2 separate regions of the Drosophila melanogaster genome follow, and region 1 is linked to region 2. Evidence: chromatin contacts called from public Hi-C data. All regions are on one chromosome and are shown on one strand. The core of a region is the stretch at or near the end of the contact, and the rest is flanking DNA. Distances in the headings are between cores, read along the strand shown.

What was found. A called contact is a pair of places that touch in the nucleus more often than the background predicts.
Region 1: a contact with region 2 is called in a Hi-C map of the Kc167 cell line, with 2.0 times the contacts expected there. The contact joins the promoter of lncRNA:CR44888 here to the promoter of lncRNA:CR33963 in region 2. A contact is called at or near these places in 1 of 107 Hi-C or Micro-C datasets (the Kc167 cell line) and 1 of 6 datasets of contacts at active chromatin or transcription factors (the Kc167 cell line).

The regions. Positions count from the first base shown.
Region 1 is chrX:15,495,903-15,499,243 of dm6, reverse strand. It overlaps lncRNA:CR44888 (long non-coding RNA:CR44888), which reads left to right and starts at 1,382. Exons shown (of 1, transcript NR_123918.1): 1 at 1,382-1,721. The region is part of intron 2 of Gmap (Golgi microtubule-associated protein); the gene reads right to left.
Region 2 is chrX:12,657,321-12,661,173 of dm6, reverse strand. lncRNA:CR33963 (long non-coding RNA:CR33963) reads right to left here and starts at 1,712. Exons shown (of 1, transcript NR_002692.1): 1 at 542-1,712. It overlaps Tis11 (Tis11 zinc finger protein), which reads right to left and starts at 1,759. Exons shown (of 4, transcript NM_001272561.2): 1 at 1,626-1,759; 2 at 307-640. The coding sequence starts at 390. CkIalpha (Casein kinase Ialpha) reads right to left here. Exons shown (of 4, transcript NM_078585.6): 4 at 3,340-3,853.

The DNA.
Region 1 (3,341 bases), core at 133-2,632, 2.8 Mb before region 2:
AATGTAATGCAACTTTTCACTTAATTACGCGATACAATTTTAAGGCAGCGATACAAAAAAAAATTAGTTAAACTTATTGTTCTGTTTAGGATATATATGTTTCAAACTTTATAATGGGTTTTCGGTTTCGAGGGGGTGGCAACGCCGCACCGACGCGAGCAGCGATTGCGACCGAGGCAACGGAGGAGCGATAATACCGGTACGTCCGATCCGCTGAGCGAGCGATCGACGAGTGATTGTTGCGTGCAGTGCGCCGGTGGAAATAGCGACCGGCGGCGATCGCATGCGACGGAACTGCAGCCGAAGCCGCACACGAAGCCAGTGCCGAAGTCGTCGAGCCGAGCACACGAAGCGCAGCACGAAGCGCCATCGGTGGGGAAAGAGCGAGCGAAAGAGACGACAGATGGCGCGAATAAGGATCATCATATCTTTGAAACGAACTCAGGCTAAGTGGGAACTATTAAAACCGTTTGAAGTTCTAGTTTCTAACTATATATTTGGTTATATGTGTTATGTGTAAAGGATTCTCTAAAGTCGAGCTACGCTAATCTATATTATATAATATAACAAATTATTATTACCAAGCTTTAATATCAATTTTATTATCTGGTACCCATCAAAAACATATTACCAGCATATCAAAAGCATACCTATTACACAGTTACTTGCTTTATCGAATTCCAGCACGTCACGTTAGAGTTTCACATCATTAAATGAATGATTAGCGTTTTTGCGTTTGAATTATATTTTTATTGCTTAGCAACTATGGTCATACTGATCCCATTAGATATACTTTAAAACTGCGTGATGAAAGCAAGACTTTGATGAGTTTGGTGAGTTTGGATCCCAGTTTAAAAACAGTTCAAAGGACATAGCCATTGAGTTGATGAACCCGACCAATCGCGACTATGATTCATAACTCTGATTCATTTGAAAGGTATAAAATCAGAGATAAAGACCGCGCTGGGTGGGGAGATAGCAGCGACGGGGTTAATGGATAAAATGGTAAGACATTTATCATGACAGCCGTACATAACCTCACTCGGCGGTGGGATGGATGTGGGTACATGGGCATTTGTACATGGATTCGGATATATGTATGTATGTGTACATATGTATGGCGATATGCACACGTAGCCAGCAACTTCGACTTGCTCTCCATTTCAAAACTCAAATAATGCGCGTCGGCTATTTAACTTGAAATTAAGCGACGTTTGTTGTTGTTTTTATTTATTTTCTTTTTTTTTCTTTTTGTGTTGTTTAAAGAATTGCTTATGTGTGTGCGTGTGTGTGTGTGTGCGATGGTGTTGTTGTCGCTATTGTTGTTGTACCGCTGGAGACGGCTTTATTTGCTTATTTTGCTCATTTTGTTTGTTCTCAGCGCTCAGTGATGTATGCTCTCTGCTGGCCGCTCTCCGATCGCCTCAATCGTCTGTACCGCCTCTGCTGCCCCGCCCCCAAACCGTCCTACCGCCCCTCTGCCACTTCTGGCGACGCTGCACCGCCGTCTAAAATACACCTACAGTCCGACAACTCTATGACGATCTTTGAAAACCGTAATCTCAAGACCCGAAATTCCCAAAATCTTTCTAACGTGCATTGCTTTGAATAAAGAGCCAGTTCTATTCATCAGCAACTTTGAACCCGTACCAAAATTTCATAATAAAGTGGAATTAGCATCTTTAACATGCTGCAATTGACAATATTTCCTAGCTTAAGACCCTACACTGTATTGGCTGAGCTCTCCTAAGACTCCCCTCATTTGAGTTCCTTTTGGGAGAGTCCAGAGATAGAGATAGCAAGTTGTTAAAAGAAAACAAATAAGCCCGCGTATCGTTGCATGGAGGGGGGGGGGGGAGTAGTTGAAAAAAGGTTTGGCTTAGAAAGGGACGGCAGGATGCGACAAAAAGCTGGCTACATAGGCATTACGTGCCATTTAGATAGACCAGTCGCGTTTCCTTGCTTTCCCAAGAGATTTGATGAAGAAAGACGACACCCGGACAACGCATGTAGTTTCATCTTTTCGCTGTGCAAGCACAATTCCAAACTGCCTCGCCGTAATTCAGAGTATATTTTCGGCTATATCATCTATGTAGTATATGATATATGGTATTATATGGTATATGGTATATGCGGTTCTCTAGTGGTTCCATATGGCCACGTCGTTGACTTTAAGCGGGCTGTTGTTACTGGTGTTTCTGTACGGTTTCGGTTTCTGTTTCTGTTTCAGTTGCTGTTTTCACTGTTTCTGTTGTATTTGTTACTGGCGCAATCGAGCGTCTGTGTTTAATTAGCAGATAAAAATACAGTCAACCCATGAAGGTAGAAATACACACAGCACACACAATCGTCTAGACCCCAAGCCCATAGTGGCCATCTCTTTCGCACCTTTTTGGTTGGGCAGGAAGAGTATGGGTATGGGGAGGGCGAGGGGGAAAGGGGGAACACTATCAATGCTTGGTGATATATATGTAAGTATGTACAAAATGTAGGTATATGTCATTATATACTGGCAGCAAACACGTTGCAGGCGTTAATTAGTTTTGGGGGCTTTTCTTTTATCAGCAATGGGAGGAAAAAAAAAAGCAACTGTAACAACAGCCAGCACAACAATGCGCAACACCAGTACACAGATGCACACACACACACACACAAACACATACACACACACACATCTGCACGCTTTTCAAATGCATTTCGTTCGGTTGCGAGTGCAAAGCGAATTGTTCAAAGGGGGGACCCTTGTACTTAGCTTCCTTGTTCCACGTTCATATCAATCGGGCGTGCAAGTTAACAGTGGCGTTAACATGCGTTAAGTACAGTACACCACACACACAACCCCCGCTCCCCCTCCCCACCCGTTGCAATAACTAAAGCTCCACCAACCCTGCCACGCCTCACTCCCCCTTGCCCATATCCCACACAAAAGTCACCGTCTTTGTGGCGCCAATTGTTTAAATCGATTGTATAATAAATTCTTCCTCGCTGCCATTTCGGTTTCATCTTCGGATTGCTTCGTATTTCAATGAATACGTCACTGTGCTTTCTTCAGCGAGCCAATATGTCGAAGAAACGCCCATTTATGTGGCGGAAATAATAGAGAGTACTCCATATTGAGACAAAAACAGAGGCGTAAACTCTTGGGGGGATTTTGGGAATGTCCTTGTAACAATATAACTTCATATATAGCTAGTTATATTGATAATATACCATATAAAAAAAGGTTAACCAATGCAGGGATATAACAGTTACTATTTTAAGACCATTGATCATTGATCGTTTTGGAAAAATACCACAAATAGTTTTACATTCATTCTGAAGTAATACCCAGTAGAATTAAC
Region 2 (3,853 bases), core at 463-2,962:
TAGTGAATTAGCAATTTGAGTTTTACTAAATTTCTTGGAAGCCCAAATACCAAGACAAAAATGCATATGCGCACATCTGCATGCAATATAAAAACAACATAAGAGACCTATTGAATTAGTTTTGTAAATTAGTCATGGCATATTTATTCAATTTCATTCATAACTCTGGGTAAAACCACATCTTGAAAAATAACACTTTAAACAATACCGAATTTTGAGAAAAAAAAAACACAAGAACAAGAATATAATGACCGAACAGTTAAAAACGGAGGAAAACGTAGTTTTTGAGAATTTTGGGAAACTTACCGTTACGTATTTGGATATATCGCCACGCTCGAAGTAGTGCGAATCATCCTGCTCTCTTGATTTCTGCAGAATATCAGCAGACATTTTGTTGATTGGTTTTGAACAGATTGTTAACTTGATTTAGCCGTTGTTGTTTATTTGTTGTATTTTCCACTGGACAAGACAGAAAAAATGTGCGAATTTTTTCGTTTTGTTTTTCTTTTCTATATATCTTTATTTCGTTGCTTTTTCTTTTGTGTTTGATTTGTATTTGCTTTGCACTTGAATATTGAGTTATGTATGTTGTTGTTATTCGTTCCGCGAATATTGCATTGCAACAATAAAAAAAAATCAGCTAAAAGAGTGAAGAGAGCGTTTGATTAGCGACGAATAATGGAAGTGAGAGAGCGATGCACGAGGGCAGAAGAGAGAAGGGCAAAGAGCAAGGGAACAAAAATTTCACGTGCTTGTCGTTCGTATGCGTATGCGTATGGGAGTGTGTTCGTAAGGATATTTTCCAGGCACATGTGCAAAGGAAAGAAGAACCAAAGGCTGATATTCTTCGCTTTGCTTTGTCCCTTTTTTGATATACACATGTGTGTGTTTGTTAAACAGCCGATGTCTGTTTTATTTACGTGTGTGCGTTGTTTGCTTTGCTTTTATCGTCTTCGTTCGCGTTCTCGAAAAGCGAAAAGATAAGCTTGCGCTTCGTCCCTTCCTTTCCGTCCTTCCTTTCCTCCTTCTCTCACTCTATCTCCCTATGTGTGCCTAAGTGTTGCGTGTGTGTGTGCGATCTCTAGTGGTGGTCGTATATCACTTGCGTCTGTGTGTTTGTAATTCTTATATTATTGCTGCGACAGCGAACTCAAAATCATCAAAAAAAAAAACATAACACAAAAATCAAATAAAAGGGCAGCAATTTCTGTCGTTTATGATTTTTCCCTGTTGCTTCGCATGCTCCTTGTGCGCGCGGTTCTTCTTGTTCCCAAAGTCCTTGGGATTGCACACATGCGCGCATGTAAATTAATCGAATGCTTGCTTATGCTTATTTGAACATGATTCAAGAAATTCTCGTTGCGCCTTTTATATTCATTTACTCTTACTTTACACCTTTTAAAAACAACGACAACAGTGGACCATTTCTTACTTTACTATACAGTTAACTGTTGTATATTGATGAACAACCAATTCGAATTTTTCCGGCACTTGCAAAAAAAAATAAACCACGAAAAGGATGAAAGGGAATGTAAGTTGACCACTCGATTTGGATCGCACAAACACCACAAGATACACGAGAAACAAGCACACAATTTTAATTTGGCTATCGAATCGCTTATTACTTTGAATACGGGCGCAGAGGTCCTGTCGCTCTTCGCTCGTTCGCAAAAAAACACAACAAAATAGACGCAGCACGTCCGTCAGACAACCAGCCAGATCGGAATCGAACCTTACACTCGCACAAAAATGTCGAATCGCCGTTTTTTCGATTCGGTTGCCCGGCAGTGTGACCAGCCGCGAGTCAGCCGAAAAATGCCCACGTCATATATGCTTTTTGGTGAACGGCATTTGGCCTCCCGTTAGGCGCTCTTTTGTCAGAGCGTTTGAGTCTAAGATATGTAAATGGTTATTCTGTAGTCGGTTAGTTTTTACCTAGCTAAAAGAAAAAATGCTTCAAACTTGAAATGAAAGTTTTTTCATATAATACCTTTAAATCAAGTAGCATAGTCGATAGTAAATCAAGTAACATTAATCGAGCCAACTCGCTTGCTAGTGGTGCCACCTGTGCAAACTCGACTGGTAGAGGTGCCACCTGTACCTACTCGCTTGCCAGTGGTGCCACTGGATTGCCTTTAAATTTTCGAAGTTATTGGCAGCGCTGTCCCAATTTCTACTATTTTTAAAACATTATTGAAGCGCATAATTGCACTAGTTAGGCAACTTTAAGTTGTTAAAGATATATTTCCAGTCACTTCAGCTCCACGGGTGGCAAAGTCAAACTATGTGGCAGCCATCTAAATCGCAGTATCAAAACAAGCGCCATAGTTTAAATTTCATTTGTATTTTTCCCCATGTTAGCTTTTTAGGAATGTAATGATAAAATAATGACAATGTTCTCAGGAGTTATCCTGCAATAAGTTATTTATAAATGTAAAATTATAAATAGCAAATGTTTTAAGATCTCTTGTCAAACTAAAGAGACGAATTGATAAATGTTGCGCTTCGTTTTTGCTCTTTTACTATTCAATCAGAACTTTAAATGTTCTTATCAGCAATTGCACTGCAATTGGTGTTTTCCAATCAGCGCCTTCTGCTTGCAAACGGGGTGCTGATTGGAATGGGTCAGTAGTGCAGTGGACATCCCATAAAGTTAATAAATAATAAAAAGCACATTCTCACACACAGACGGACCGCGTACGTGTCATTGGTCAACAATGACGAATAAACAAAGAAATTAAGAGGGTCTAATAAATAAATGTATTTCACAGTCGGGTTGCAAAAGACGTCAGCTGCTAAATTCGTTTTGGATCTTAAGAAAGACCACCTGAAAGTGAAAAAACATTACGAATCGATTTTTGGAGGCATTATGGAAAATACTTTAAAGAAAGATGATTAACGCTGCGCCCCCCTGTACCATCCATTACAGTATCGCAGATAACCATTCCATTAAATATAAACGTAATTTAAAATATTGACAACTTTCTCTACAAAGATTCTACGTTTTTTTTCTCATCTCTTCAGAATATTTTGCTAACTACCAGCTATGCAATCTACTAGATGATATCAATAGTAGCAGTACAAATTTAAATAAACAAACCATAAACCATAAACCATAAACCATAAACCAATGTGACAATGAAATGTTTTTATGTCACGTTCAAGTTTTCATAACTAAAATGCATTATTAATGACTGAACGCAAGATCTGAAAAACACAGGCATTTTTTTGTGATTAATTTAAATATATAAAAGCATCTTTAATTTCAACTAAATTTTAATTTCAGCTGAAACGAATACAACTTTAGATACAAAGCACTTATGGGGGAAATTAAATGTTGGGGCTCAAATAAAACGTATGCATATATATATATATATGAATATACAATTTTTATGTAAATTTAATATAGTATAATAAAAAAACTAATTACATGCTACAATTTTAAAAAAGATTATTAACCAATAGAGCTAATCGCTAATAAACAATGACGTATATTACAACAATAAATATATTTGAATGCACTTCTTTCCCTTTCGTATGCCCCCATCTCTATCTAATGCAGATGTGAACAGCGCCGAGTCGAAATTTAATTTCAACATATTTATTGATGTAATTCAAAAAATTAAATATAAGTTATATTTATAATTATTACGGCGTACTATGCAAAATTACTTTGCAGTTTTGCGGTCTGTTTTCTTCTTTTTCTTTCTTCATTATAATTATTATTTGCTTGTTTTACTCTTGTTGCTGCTTTTATTTTATATTTTCCCCCATCTCAGTTGGCTTTGCTTGGTTGTTTCTCCTCCGCATCCTCCACTATATTTTTTTTGTTTGCTTTTCTCGGTGTGTTTTA